2 separate regions of the Mus musculus genome follow, and region 2 is linked to region 1. Evidence: chromatin contacts called from public HiChIP or PLAC-seq data. All regions are on one chromosome and are shown on one strand. The core of a region is the stretch at or near the end of the contact, and the rest is flanking DNA. Distances in the headings are between cores, read along the strand shown. Region 1 overlaps Tbx2 (T-box 2). Region 2 overlaps Brip1 (BRCA1 interacting protein C-terminal helicase 1).

Evidence for each region. HiChIP or PLAC-seq counts read pairs in DNA pulled down with a chosen protein or histone mark.
Region 2: an H3K4me3 HiChIP or PLAC-seq map of bone marrow-derived macrophages shows a contact between it and region 1, with 4 times the contacts expected there. The contact joins two enhancer-like sites. A contact is called at or near these places in 8 of 39 promoter capture datasets (the C10 cell line, the HPC-7 cell line, cranial neural crest and 3 more), 1 of 15 datasets of contacts at CTCF or cohesin (the NIH/3T3 cell line), 3 of 484 Hi-C or Micro-C datasets (embryonic stem cells and liver), 9 of 115 datasets of contacts at active chromatin or transcription factors (bone marrow-derived macrophages, embryonic basal ganglia, embryonic forebrain and 3 more) and 1 of 9 other capture datasets (embryonic stem cells).

Annotation. Positions count from the first base shown.
Region 1 is chr11:85,839,983-85,846,189 of GRCm38.p6, forward strand. Tbx2 (T-box 2) reads left to right here. Exons shown (of 7, transcript NM_009324.2): 7 at 586-1,966. The coding sequence ends at 1,032. Among named protein-coding and RNA genes, the nearest start is that of Tbx2, 10 kb to the left of the region's middle. Within about 2 kb of position 4,584, at least 171 of the 459 cell types and tissues checked have an H3K27ac peak or open chromatin away from gene starts, as enhancers often do. A contact at or near this core is called in bone marrow-derived macrophages, where this site is marked.
Region 2 is chr11:86,095,978-86,102,297 of GRCm38.p6, forward strand. All of the region lies in intron 16 of Brip1 (BRCA1 interacting protein C-terminal helicase 1), which reads right to left. Among named protein-coding and RNA genes, the nearest start is that of Gm20759, 75 kb to the left of the region's middle. Within about 2 kb of position 3,539, at least 4 of the 459 cell types and tissues checked have an H3K27ac peak or open chromatin away from gene starts, as enhancers often do. A contact at or near this core is called in bone marrow-derived macrophages, where this site is marked.

The DNA.
Region 1 (6,207 bases), core at 3,334-5,833:
CAGCTGCCACAGAAGCCCTGCCAGTTCTCTGTCAAACGTTCAGGCCAGTTTATGAACTGGTTGTCACTTGTGACTTGATCCCAGCTAAGGCAGGAGACCCCTGGGCAGGCGAGCAAGCAAGAGACTCGATCATCCTTTTTTCTAAGCCTGTGTTCTAAGCCACAACTCCGGCCTGCAAACAGAAGGCATGGAAGAACTACTGTCCTAAATGAGCAGGACCTCATATGATAGTCCCAGCTACTTGCTTGCCACCTGGCCCCAAGCCTGTCTTGGTTTTTCTCTCTAGGCCCATACTAGTTCAGCCAACTGCTGCTCGTTCCCTTATCCCTACCGAACCAAACAGCGCAGAGCAGGGAGACACCAGGCCTTTGCATCTCACCCTAGGTGATGGACACACTCGCTGGATTTGGCCCTGGCACGCTGGCTCATTTATCTCCTCATGTGAGCATGAGGTTTTATAGCTATGTGAATTCTGGCTTTATAGCCTAAAGGTGTAAGGCAAAGGTTATCTGCAGTATTCAGGCTACCACCTTTAAAGACACTTCGGACAGATGTCTAACCCTTCTTGCCTTCTGTTTCTTCCAGGGAATCCCAATGCCCACTTTCGGAGGCCTCTTTCCCTACCCGTACACTTACATGGCAGCAGCGGCCGCCGCCGCCTCCGCTTTACCCGCCACCAGCGCTGCAGCTGCCGCCGCCGCAGCCGCTGGTTCATTATCACGGAGCCCATTTCTGGGCAGTGCCCGGCCCCGTCTGCGCTTCAGTCCTTACCAGATCCCTGTCACCATCCCACCTAGCACTAGCCTCCTTACCACCGGGCTGGCGGCGGAGGGCTCCAAGGGCGGAAATAGCCGTGAGCCCAGTCCGCTGCCTGAGCTGGCTCTCCGAAAAGTGGGGGGCCCATCCCGCGGGGCCCTATCGCCCAGCGGCTCAGCCAAAGAGGCGGCCAGTGAACTGCAGAGCATCCAGAGACTGGTGAGTGGGCTAGAGAGCCAGCGAGCCCTCTCCCCCGGCCGGGAGTCGCCCAAGTGAGGGGCTGCTTGGCTGCTGCGCTGCCACACGAGCCTCCCGGGCTGGGCTCTCTGCCTCGGCTGTCTAGGACGTGTACAGCACAGAATGGGTATTTATTTAAATAAAGAAGCAAAAGCAGGCTTCAGCGGTCAGAATAGAGCCTCGCGTGGCAGGTCGGGGGTCTGGGGTCTAAACGAGGAGTCAGTCTATCCAGAACACAAGTCACTCTGGAATCCCTGGATTTGATGCAAATTTCTGTTCGAGAGTCAACTACCAGGGCACCTCCTTCTTTCAACACTGTGGGGGTGGCCTCCTTCCAGTGGTCCCATTGGAAGCCAGAAGGTGCATAGGGTAGAGGTGTTCCTTCGGAAAGCATCCCAGGATCTCTGGCCTTGGGCTTGAGTGTCATTGAGAAACTGGTGTGGAGGATGCTGGAGCCAGGGGAGCCTGAAGTCAGCGTAGACTTGAGCTAGGAGGAGTCATGTCCGCTTGGTCTTCCCACCTCTACCCCACAAAAGACAGGCGCCATTCCTATGTCCACTTCTGGATCAGCGGAGGAAGTTGCACTTCTTCTTTGAGTCCCCAGGGGGCAAAAGATATTTATGAAATAAATGGTAATTTGTGTAAATAAGCTTTAAGGTTCCCAGAGGATACAAATTCGTATTAATTTATTCGAAGGTGTACATTGCTGTGTACATATATTTAGAGATTAACTCATAGCATTTAATTTTTTTTTCATTTTACATGAGCATCTATATTGTACAGGGCCCCAGGATCCTTGGCTGCTGGGGAAGGGGAGGCACCGAACCCCAGGGAAGGCCCACCCTGCGGACCCCTCAGCCTCTGCACCCCGGTTTTGCCCGCCCGGCCCACGGGCCCCACCTCAGGTTTTCACTTTTTGCTCCAGAGGGAGAACGAAGCGAGAAAATAATAAAAACGCTATCATGCGATTTGACCCGCGCTGTGCGCTCTGTGGGCCGCGCGGGGCTGGGGCTCTGAAGAAGGGACTGAGGCGGGGACACGGGCGCCCCTTTCTGGCCCTCAGCTGCACCTCGGCGATGGCGGCCCGGCAGCCCGGCCTCGAGCAGATCCGCGAGGCTCCGAGGCGCCGACGTCGGCGCCCGGCTCAGGCCAGGCCTGGAGGCGCCACTCCGCTCCGCAGCCCCCGCGACCCAGGCCCGCGGCCCGGGCTCCCCCTGCTGGCCACTCTGTGTGACCGCAGCTCCTGCCACTCCCCGCACCTAGTCACAGGATTAACGCAAAACGCACAGAGTGGCCTGGACTCCCGACTCCCTTTCTAGGACACTGTGGACCTGCTCCTCACCCCTCCTTTCAACCTTCCTGGGTACATGATCTGGGAAACGGGGCCCTGCTCTCTTCTCTTTCTCCTTTCGTGTGTGTGTGTGTGTGTGTGTGTGTGTGTGTGTGTGTGTGTGTGTGTGTGTGTGTTGGGGAGGAGGTAGTGGCCAACTTTCTTCAGTACCACCAACTCCAGAATTCTGTCCCATCACTCTGCCTTCTGGAATCACTCGGTGCTTGGGGTGCTGGGAAAATCTGGCCTAAAAATCCCTCCTTACAGCTTGTTTATCTTCGATCCCCTCCTTGCATCAACTTGCTGGCGACTTTCAAGGGAGTCCCACTGTGTCCCACTGGCCCCATTGGGCTGGTGCTTCCCTAAGACCCCCTCTGTTAAGGAGAGCTCCCATCCACGCCGCTCCAGAAGGCCACAGCTAGTAACCTCATCCAGCTGGCAGGTGCCTCCGGGAGCTGATTACATGTCTCTGGATTTGTGGTCGTTGAGCACCCCGTCTTCATCCCTTTAAGTCCAGGAGGTTTTGACGTCCAACCCCAAAAGATTGCCTTGTTAGACATTGTGAACCTCTGGGGCGTGTATGACTTTCCACTCGCCCGGGGACATCAGCAATGATTTGAAGGGCAGAGTGAAGATGTAGGTAGACTTGAAAGTTTCAGGAACTCCTAATGCTCCGAACACCTTCCTGGGCTGACACACTTACAAGGAAAAAACTTTGTCCAACTCCTCTGAGACAGGGCTGCCTCAAGTTTCCCTGGGTAGAGAGTGTGGAGTGTGCGCGCGCGTGCGTGTGCGTGCCTGTGTGTAGATGGTCTCATCCCAACCGTAGGTGAGCTATGGCTCCCCTGTTCTGCTCCGCCTGGACTGATTAGGCAATGTGGTTCACGAACCAAGCAGGAACAAGGAAAGTCCCTCCCTACTTCGCATAGAGTCTCTCCCTATCTCTACGTTTATTTGAGGTCACTTTGGGTTGAAACTCCCCGTAAAAAATAAAAATAAAAAATCCCAAAGCAACGTGTGCACTGGCATCTTGCTGCCTCTCGCTTTCAACCAGGAAAGAATGCCGAGAGTTTGGCTGTGGGGCCCCCTCGGCCTGCGGACACCAGGGGGCAGCACACGCGGTGGTGGGCAGGGCCGCAGCAACTCGGGTCTGGTGTTATTTCCGAGCCTGCAGCGCGGCTTGGAGAATCCTCCCGCTCCCCTGCTTTCGGCCGTACACACCCCCCTCCCGGGATTGCCACTACAGTGCTCCGCTGGGCCCCAGCTGCAAGGCCAAGTGCGGCTTGGGGAATCCTGCAGCTGACGGGCTGGGCCTTGTCCCAGACAAAGGCCTGGCCACTCCCAGGCCCAATTAAGCCACCAGCCTTCCCAGCCTTCCAGTCTTCATTGTCTCTGGGGGTCGCCAATTAGCTCAAGCGCCCGTGTACCCGCTGCCTTAACCCTTCAGGACCTGCCCAACCAGGGCCATTGGATGGCAAATCCGTCAGCAGAGAGGAGTGTGTGAGCGATGGGTATCGAGGGGCTTCTGAGGTCTGTTAAGTGGGTGACCAAGGGGCCTCTGAGGTCTGTTAAGTGGGTGACCAAGGGGCCTCTGAGGTCTGTTAAGTGGGTGACCAAGCGTGTCGCCAAGAGACTCAATGGGGAGTGTGGGGTCTTAGAGAACTGTGCTGGTTTAGGACTGGGTGTGATAACACCCGAGAACTCGAAGATTCAGCATTTGGAGCCTTCGTGAGACCCCTAGCAGCGCAACTGAATAGATTCCGAGATGTTGGACACTGCATTTTCCACGCGGTTAATCCGAGGCTTCCGAACCCTCGAGCCATTTCTTCCTTCCAAACTTCCCGCTGCGGTGCAGAGCTTCTGAGCCTCGGCAGAAGGCCCTGTCCTCCTGGAGGGCGTTGAACCGGGTTCAGCCTCCCCAGCCCACTGTGGATTCACTGACGCGGGGAGGAGCACGCCGCGGCGCGACAGCGATCCCGTCCCGCCTGAGCTCGGGCCCCGCCCCGCCTGGGCTCTGGCCCCGCCCCCCGCTTCTCTAGGTGAAGGCCGCCGCGGAGGGAACGGTTTGGGAGAGATCAGAATTGCAACTCTGAGCCCTCCTTCCTACCTTGGGAGCGACCCTAAATCCAACTTCGTTTCCTTTTCCCATTCTCCTTCCGCCTCTCCGCCCTTGACCGAGAAGTTTGGAACACTCTCCCGGTAGGCTGAGTCCAGCCAACGATCAAGAGTCAGCGGGGAGAACGACCCCGTGCGTTGGAGGGGGCTGGGCGCTCCGGGTGATCTCAGGGCATTGTGTCGCGTCCTCTGGAGAGCAGACAAGTTACCCACCAGGGAAAGTGTTGGTGCCCGGATGACTGTTTTCCCCTCCGAGTTTCTTTTAGGCTCCCTTGGGGTGCGTGTCTGTCCATCGGGTTTGATGGGCTAAGGACCCCGAACTCACTTGGCTGCTCCGGACTCGGGAGCCTTCCCAGGTCCCAGGCCTCAGGAACTCCCCACGTTCCCACGAGATGGCGCTCCAGGACAGGGCCCGGTCAAGCAGCCGGCCAGCACTCCCTGCCAGAGCCCAAGGTGCAGTGAGTCCAGAGAAATGGGCACGGAGAGGGATCTCAGATCCACTGTAGGTCCAGGCCCAGGGACTTGAGTGGGCTGCCGACTGCGGGCACCGACGAGGGAGCTCAAAACTTAATGTGGGTTTTTCTCTTGGAGCTGCCCTGCAGTGCCAGCTCCTAGAAGCTATGGTCTTCGATGTGCCTGGCTGGACTCAGATTCTTCTTGGGACAGGGAAGGCGCTTGCCTCTGGCTTTCCTGGCCTCTTGGAAACACAGTCAGGGCTGGGATCTATGAGCACTGGAAAACACGCCTCTGGCCCTTTTGGAGTGTGAAGCTCCACTGAACCATGCAAGCTTGGGTGTAAGTGTTGGCTAAGACATTCCTCAGCTCCTACCTCCACCTCCTCAGCTCCTCAAGGTCACACGAAGAGACTGTTAGGTATGCACCAGGGACCAGTGCACTTGAGGACCAAGGGTTAAATCTTACAAGACAACCAAAGGTCTTGAGGAGGCTTTGGGTCTTCAGTAGTTCCCGAAGATGCTAAGTAAGAAGGACTCAGAAGTGAGCCACCAGAGTTTGAGTCAGGTTTGAGTCGGATGCTCGTGGGTAAAGAGGGGAAACCTGATCACTAACAAATGGCACACTCAGAGTGGGGAAAATTTGGGGGAGCTAAGTACCAAAGATGCCAGCAGCTCGACAAACGGGCAGAATAAGTCTACATACGCTTTTTAAGAGCACACGGATAGAAACCTGCCCAGTTCCCATCAGTCTTGCATCTCTTCCTTAGCCAGCAACTTGTTGCCTCCCCCCAGCCAGAGTCTCGGCACCTTCAAGGCATACCAGAGGATAGGATGAGACCTTTGGTAATCTAACAGTCACTTGATGCCCATCTATTGCAAAGCAGATGTTCAGTAGGAAAACTGAATGAGAAGTTCAAAGCCAACCTTTGCCTCTAGCCATGAGATCCTGAACAGTACGACTCTCTTTTCTGAGCTCCAGGATCCCGGTTGGCAAAGTAAATGGTGTGGACCAAACCCAAAGTGATATGTGAGAGACTAGTTGAAACGTTCCCCTCCCCGACATCAAAGGCTCCTGAACAAGGACCTAACCCTTGAGGAACCTGGGCCTGAGACATAGGCAGAGCCACTCACAGACCTTGGGAACTTTGACTGTTGCTAAGCTTCTTGGACTGGGGTCAGGATTGGTGGCCTGGATGAATTCCCGATTAGGAAATAGCATTCCAGGTTCTGAAACCCTCGGGGAACCAGCTGGCTCCAGCTGCCTCCAGTCCCTGTGGGATGTGGCTGTCACAGTTCAACCTTCCCACCAAGCAC
Region 2 (6,320 bases), core at 2,289-4,788, 250 kb after region 1:
ACTCCAGCTTGTTTCTTCAGACCATTTGCTTGGAAAATTGTTTTCCAGCCTTTCATTCTGAGGTAGTATCTGTCTTTTTCCCTGAGTTGGGTTTCCTGTAAGCAGCAGAATGTTGGGTCCTGTTTGTGTAGTCAGTCTGTTAGTCTATGTCTTTTTATTGGGGAGTTGAGTCCATTGATATTAAGGAAAAGTAATTGTTGCTTCTTATTATTTTTGTTGTTAAAGTTGGCATTCTGTTCTTGTGGCTGTCTTTTTTTTAGGTTTGTTGAAGGTTACTTTCTTGCTTTTTCTAGGACGTGGTTTCCGTCCTTGTATTGGTTTTTTTTTTCCCTGTTATTATCCTTTGAAGGGCTGGATTCATGGAAAGATAATGTGTGAATTTGGTTTTGTCGTGGAATACTTTGGTTTCTCCATCTATGGTAATTGAGAGTTTGGCTGGGTATAGTAGTCTGGGCTGGCATTTGTGTTCTCTTAGTGTCTGTATAATATATCTGTCCAGGATCTTCTGGCTTTCATAGTCTCTGGTGAAAAATCTGGTGTAATTCTGATAGGCTTGCCTTTATATGTTACTTGACCTTTTTCCCTTACTGCTTTTAATATTCTATCTTTATTTAGTGCATTTGTTGTTCTGATTAGTATGTGTCGGGAGGAATTTCTTTTCTGGTCCAGTCTATTTGGAGTTCTGTAGGCTTCTTGTATGTTCATGGGCATGTGTGTGTTTTAAAGATTTATTTTATGTATATGAGTACACTGTCGCTGTCTTCAGACATACCAGAAGGTGGCATCGGATCCCATTACAGATGGTTGCTAGGGATTGAAGTCAGAATCTCTAAAGGAGCAGTCAGTGCTATTAACTGCTGAGCCATCTCTCCAGCCCCAACAACATCAAATGTTTAAGAAGACAAACAAGAAGATAGAAGTGTAAGAAAAAAATATTAAATGAATACTGGAAAACACGGAAGCTAGCATGAGAGTTCACATCTATAACCCATCAGTCTAGTTCTAGAGGCTACACAGGAGGATTCTGAGTTCAAGGAATGCAGTAAGTGTTCTCCAGCTTTCCATCCCTATTATATCCACATTATCTTCTAAAATAAGAAACTGGAGATACAGCTCAGTGAGTGAAATCATTTGTCAAAAGACCTGAGAGACCACCTTCACGTCCTGGAGCTCCCACAAGGTTGGATGCGGTGGCTTGCACCTGTAACCCCAGTGTTCTCCCAGTGAGATGGGAGGGAGGCGGAGACACCTGAGGCTAGCAGGCTGGCTCGCTTGGAGAGCACTGTACAGCAGCAGAAACAAGAGAGACCCTGTTTCAGCAAAATGGAAGGTGAGAATCAACTTTTGAAAGTTGTCCTCTGGCTCCCACATGTGTGCCACAGTGCACACACACACATGCAAGACACATACACATGCAAGACACACACACACATGCAAGACACCCACACACATGCAAGGCACACACATGCAAGACACACACACAATACACAAAAATAAAGCACTTTTAAGACCAAAACCAGGAAAAAAGGCCTTTACAAAGTAACTGAAAGTTTTATTTTAAAAGCTATTATTTTCTATTATTGTCAGGAATGTATCACTCAAAGCTTCTCACATGTGAACATGTGCATATGGAATAAGACACAGAATCATAGCATTTTGGAAACTTATGAGCTTTTAAAAAGTTTTAAAAAACCAACTCTCCTAACTTTCCCAAATTAACATGAACAAGAGAGACAAGGTGTTTAATTCAGTTATGTTGAAATAGATCTCACCCCAAATCCCACATTGAAAACGCAGATGAGCAACTGATAAACGATTACACAGAAAAGTGGAAGTTCAAACTGATGCACCCTCAGAGTCTCTTCTTAAAAACAAGCCAGTTCAGCCTGTAAAAGCACAGAAACACTCCACAAACAGGAGGGTGAGGAACTAATAGGGAAAACTATGAGAGTGTACTCTGCAGAGAAGAGAGACAGGCTGGGTATGGTGCTGCAAACTTACAGTTCTGCCTACTTGGAAGGCTGAGGCAGGAAGATTCTGACTTCAAGGACAGCGTTGGCAACACAGCAAAAACCCTGTTCCTTCTGGCAAAGCTATGGGCATTGTGAGTAAAGCTTGTGGTAGAGCACTGGCACGAGGGTTGGGTTCCATCCCCAGAATGCAGCCAAAACCATAGAAGAAAGGGAAGGTCCCAGGGAACCAGAGATCTGGCATATGCAAGTTGGGGCAGAAAGGCACCAAGTTTAAGGTTAGCCTGGACTACACAGACCAGTCAGAAATTAAGAAGTGGAGAGGATAAACAGTATTATTACCTCTCCAATTTAAGATAGGAAGGAAAATGTTGACTATAATGAACGGTATTTTCAATCATTGTTTTCAAAAAACAATTGAGGTTTTATGCAATGTTAAGATATGTGAAAGGATATATAAAAGAGAAAAGTAGATTAACTGAGCTAAAATCCTTATTTCAAATAGGAAGTAAGCAATTTCTTAAACTCCCTAAGTAACGATGAACTATAGATAGATGTGTGATGAGACAGCTAACAACGTATGTGCCACGGCCTCTCAGGAGTGGGGCTGTGACTGTGGCGGGCGGGACCAAGAGATTTTATAATAAACCATCTGCTGTATTTAGTATGTACTAGACTCTTAGTAAAAGCTTTATTCGACAGTTTTCCAACTTGGTAAAATGTAACTTAATATAAGTGCAGGAACTAAGAAAATGGCTCAGAGGGTAAAGTGCTGACTTGCTGTACAGTTAAGGGAGCTGAGTTTGGATCGCTAGTACCCTCTGGGGCTATCTGCAATACGGATGTACTTTTGTGTTGTCTCATGGCAGGTAAGGGCAGGAGATGGGTTACTAGCATGCAGTGGGGCAAGGCAGAGATTTGACTAAAGATTATACACTGTAGTAGGCAAAAGATCAACAGTGCCAAGGTTGATAAACTCTGATATCAAGGCCACAAATCCACTAAACTGATAGAGTAGAAAAGGACATTACAAGTTACTGTACCACTATACACCCTTGCATACTGACTTTAAGTCCTATTGTTAGGAAGCTTTACACTACTCGTCTAAGGCTTTAAATGATTACCTATTTATTTACTGAAGGCTCCTTATGGAGCAGGCTGGCCTTGAACTTGAGATCCTCCTGCTTCAGTTCCCAAATTCTAGGATTATGGAAATAGTGCCACACTTGCTTTTATCAAACTATTAAACTCAGTCAAAACCAGGAAAACTAATATTGTAAATAGTGATACATATTGCGACTTATATTATTTGATACTTCAAGATATGTATAACTGGAAAACTTGAGTGGCATACCTGAAGCCCTGCTATGTGTCTGCAACCTATAGTTTTAGAAGAGAGCTGACAGAATGAGCAGGAGCTAACAGGATTAATCCCTTGCCTCTCAGCCTTTTGCCTAAGACTCTGTAACTGAAATCCACAACTCAAACGCACTGCTGAGGAATGGGATTACATTTATTTTTAGAGAAGTCAAAGCCCAGTTTCCTACTTCCCCTTGAGGAAGTGCTGCTAATTATGTTGTGTCAACAAATCAGTGGGAACAAAAGTCTCAATCAATCTACTTGTGCCCACAGTGACAAGTGAGTCTAGGACTTAGGCCAAGTTTGAGACCAAAACCAATATACAAAGTTCCTGTGTTTGCAAAAACACCAGGCGAATGAAAGAAAATAAATTAAGAAAATGTTGAACTATCAACTACTATTTGTCTTTATCCCTTTAAAGAATACAGACAATTGATCCAGAGGATGAGGCTCTGTGGCAGAGTGCTTGTCTATTGTGTGCAAATCATTGGGTCCAATTTCCAGCCTGGAGTAGGGAGAGGAGAGAAAGTGACCACAGCAACTCATCTATTTATCTTATGGATTTTCTGTTTGGTTTATTTATTTGTCTTTCAGAGTTTGTTGTTTTCTCACTTTTACTGCCCAGGGCAAATATACAAGTGGTCAATTTAGGTTGTTTACTTAAACTTTTTTTTTTTAATTTAAGATGTATTTATAAATTGCTTTTCAATGTTTTAGTCAAATAAATATCTTTTTTTTTCTTTTTAAGGCTAGAAAAACTGAGCAAAAGTAAGGTGTAAGTAATTGAGACCAACTCAGTCAGCCTGAGGATTTCCAGCCACTCCAACTATAAACTGTCAGCCTCCTACGTGTTACTGAGTTTGGTGTTCCAGTGCTTCAAGTTTACATACATGGCCGCCCCCCACGGGGAAGCATATGTTGTTACTGAGGCTAGATCCAGGTGGGTTTCTATGTCAGATGTTACACTATAACCGGAACTCCACTCTACTCTGACCTTAGGCTCTGTTCCTGGATCAGGTTTCCCATAATACAGAATAAAATCCCAAGTCCTGAAATTGGCATACGGAGCCTTAGGTGATTTGGTTTCTAAGTGCTTCTCCCAGCCTGAGTTCACAGGCCATTGTCCCAGTTCCCCAAGTCTGTGCTCTTGCAATTCCTGGAAACTGTCTCCTCTCCTCTTTCACCTATGAGGGCCTTAGCGTACGCTGCTGTGCTGAGAAGACCGCTGTTCGATCTGTTCACCTACACCATTCTCACCTTCTTTCCTGTGTCAGATTAAATAACACTTCCTCAGGAAGCCGTTCCTGACCCATAAAGACCCGCTGTAACGTTCTCATGGTTCCTGCACTCTCTCTTACAGCCCTCATCGCAGCGCCGACTGTTTCTTACTTTCACGTCAGGATACCTTGCTTACACTGTAATCTGCCTCAGACAAGGGGCTATAGACATTGTGTCACTGTGTTCCCAGAACCTATTATAGTAGTTTGTGCTTCTAGCTAGGTTAAAAAAAAAGAGAGAGATTGTTTCATTATTCTAACCTGTCTTAATAATGTGAATAGTTTTGTCATAACCTGGTATCTATGTCTATATCACCAATTTGAGATGTGGATGGCTGAATTTTAATGTTGCAGCTTTTGTAATTGTAATTTGCTAATGGGTTTGTTTCAGGTAACCGTTTAGAAGGCAGCTGTGCTCTGTGTGACTTAATTGCATTAAAAGAAGATAATTCTTAAAGGTATGCTTTCCTACAACTTCTACTTACAGTAAAGCCCGGGTTCCCTCTCATGCCCCACAAGTGCTTCAGTCTAGTGCACAGAAAGTCTTCCTTTACACTATTACATGATTAAGAAAGTTCTCACAGATCAGAAGCATCTGGGAAAGGTGGAAGTGAAAAAAAAGATTCTCACCGGGAAAGTCAGCTTAATGCTCGGCCCTCAGAGTGGCCCATTATCAGCATTTCATAGTGGGGTTCTTTATTTCCAGGTCCCTAAAGAATGAGTAATAAATTATGACTTGAACTAAACAAGTCACACTTGGCTCCAAAATGAGATTTTCCTACCTCTACTTTCTAGTCCCCACGGTGGGAAGAGGAAATCCCGGTCACAGCCAACGAAGTCCTAGTTTTGGCACTAATATCCATTTTCCTGTCTATCTAAAAGCCAGGCTCCGCTAGGGAGGCAGTGAAGTCATAGGTCAGTTTTTAAGCTCTATTTAAATTTTTTACTTCCATAATCTTCCTTAAACTTAAGAAAAATTAGTATCATAAAATTAATGTCATTGCCTCCTTCTTCTCGCTCAAATTACTTTTCTAAGTCAGACATGAACCTGAACTTTAAAAAATGTGAATTCAAATGTAATACAGAAAACAACGCCGAAATTAATCCATTTCATTTCTATTTGAATATTAAAACAGTTTTTACCTATAGATAGCTTCCATTATTTCTTCATGACAAACAGTTATCACAAAAATATAAAGTTCTAGTTTAGAGTCTAGCAATTTGAAGTAGTTTTAGAGGATGTAGTTATGAGGCTCATTATGGTAGCACACTCCATGGTGACTAATGAGTAGTCATATCAATACATTCTCTACAGACCTTGCTAGAGAAGATTCCAAGACAGCTCTACAGAAGTGACACTGAGTAGTTTCTAAGAAACTTAGTGGCTCCTGAGTTCTAAAGAATCTCAGTTCTCTAGCCATAAGACACTGAATTCTGTCAATTAACCTGAATGAGCTTGGAAGGGAATCTCAAACTACAGCTGAGAATGCAGCCTATAGAAGCCTGAGAAGAAGACTCAGCTAAGCCAACATCTTCAATGCAAACCACCTGGCAGACTATACAGACATAAACAGAATAACACAATAAATGAATCCTTGGGTGTGTGCTTTAAGAGGTAATAAAGGCTGGGATGGTGGCACAAGTCTTTAGTTCTGGCACTCAGAATGCAGAGGTAACAGATCTCTGAGTCTGAGGGCAGTCAGATCTACATAGA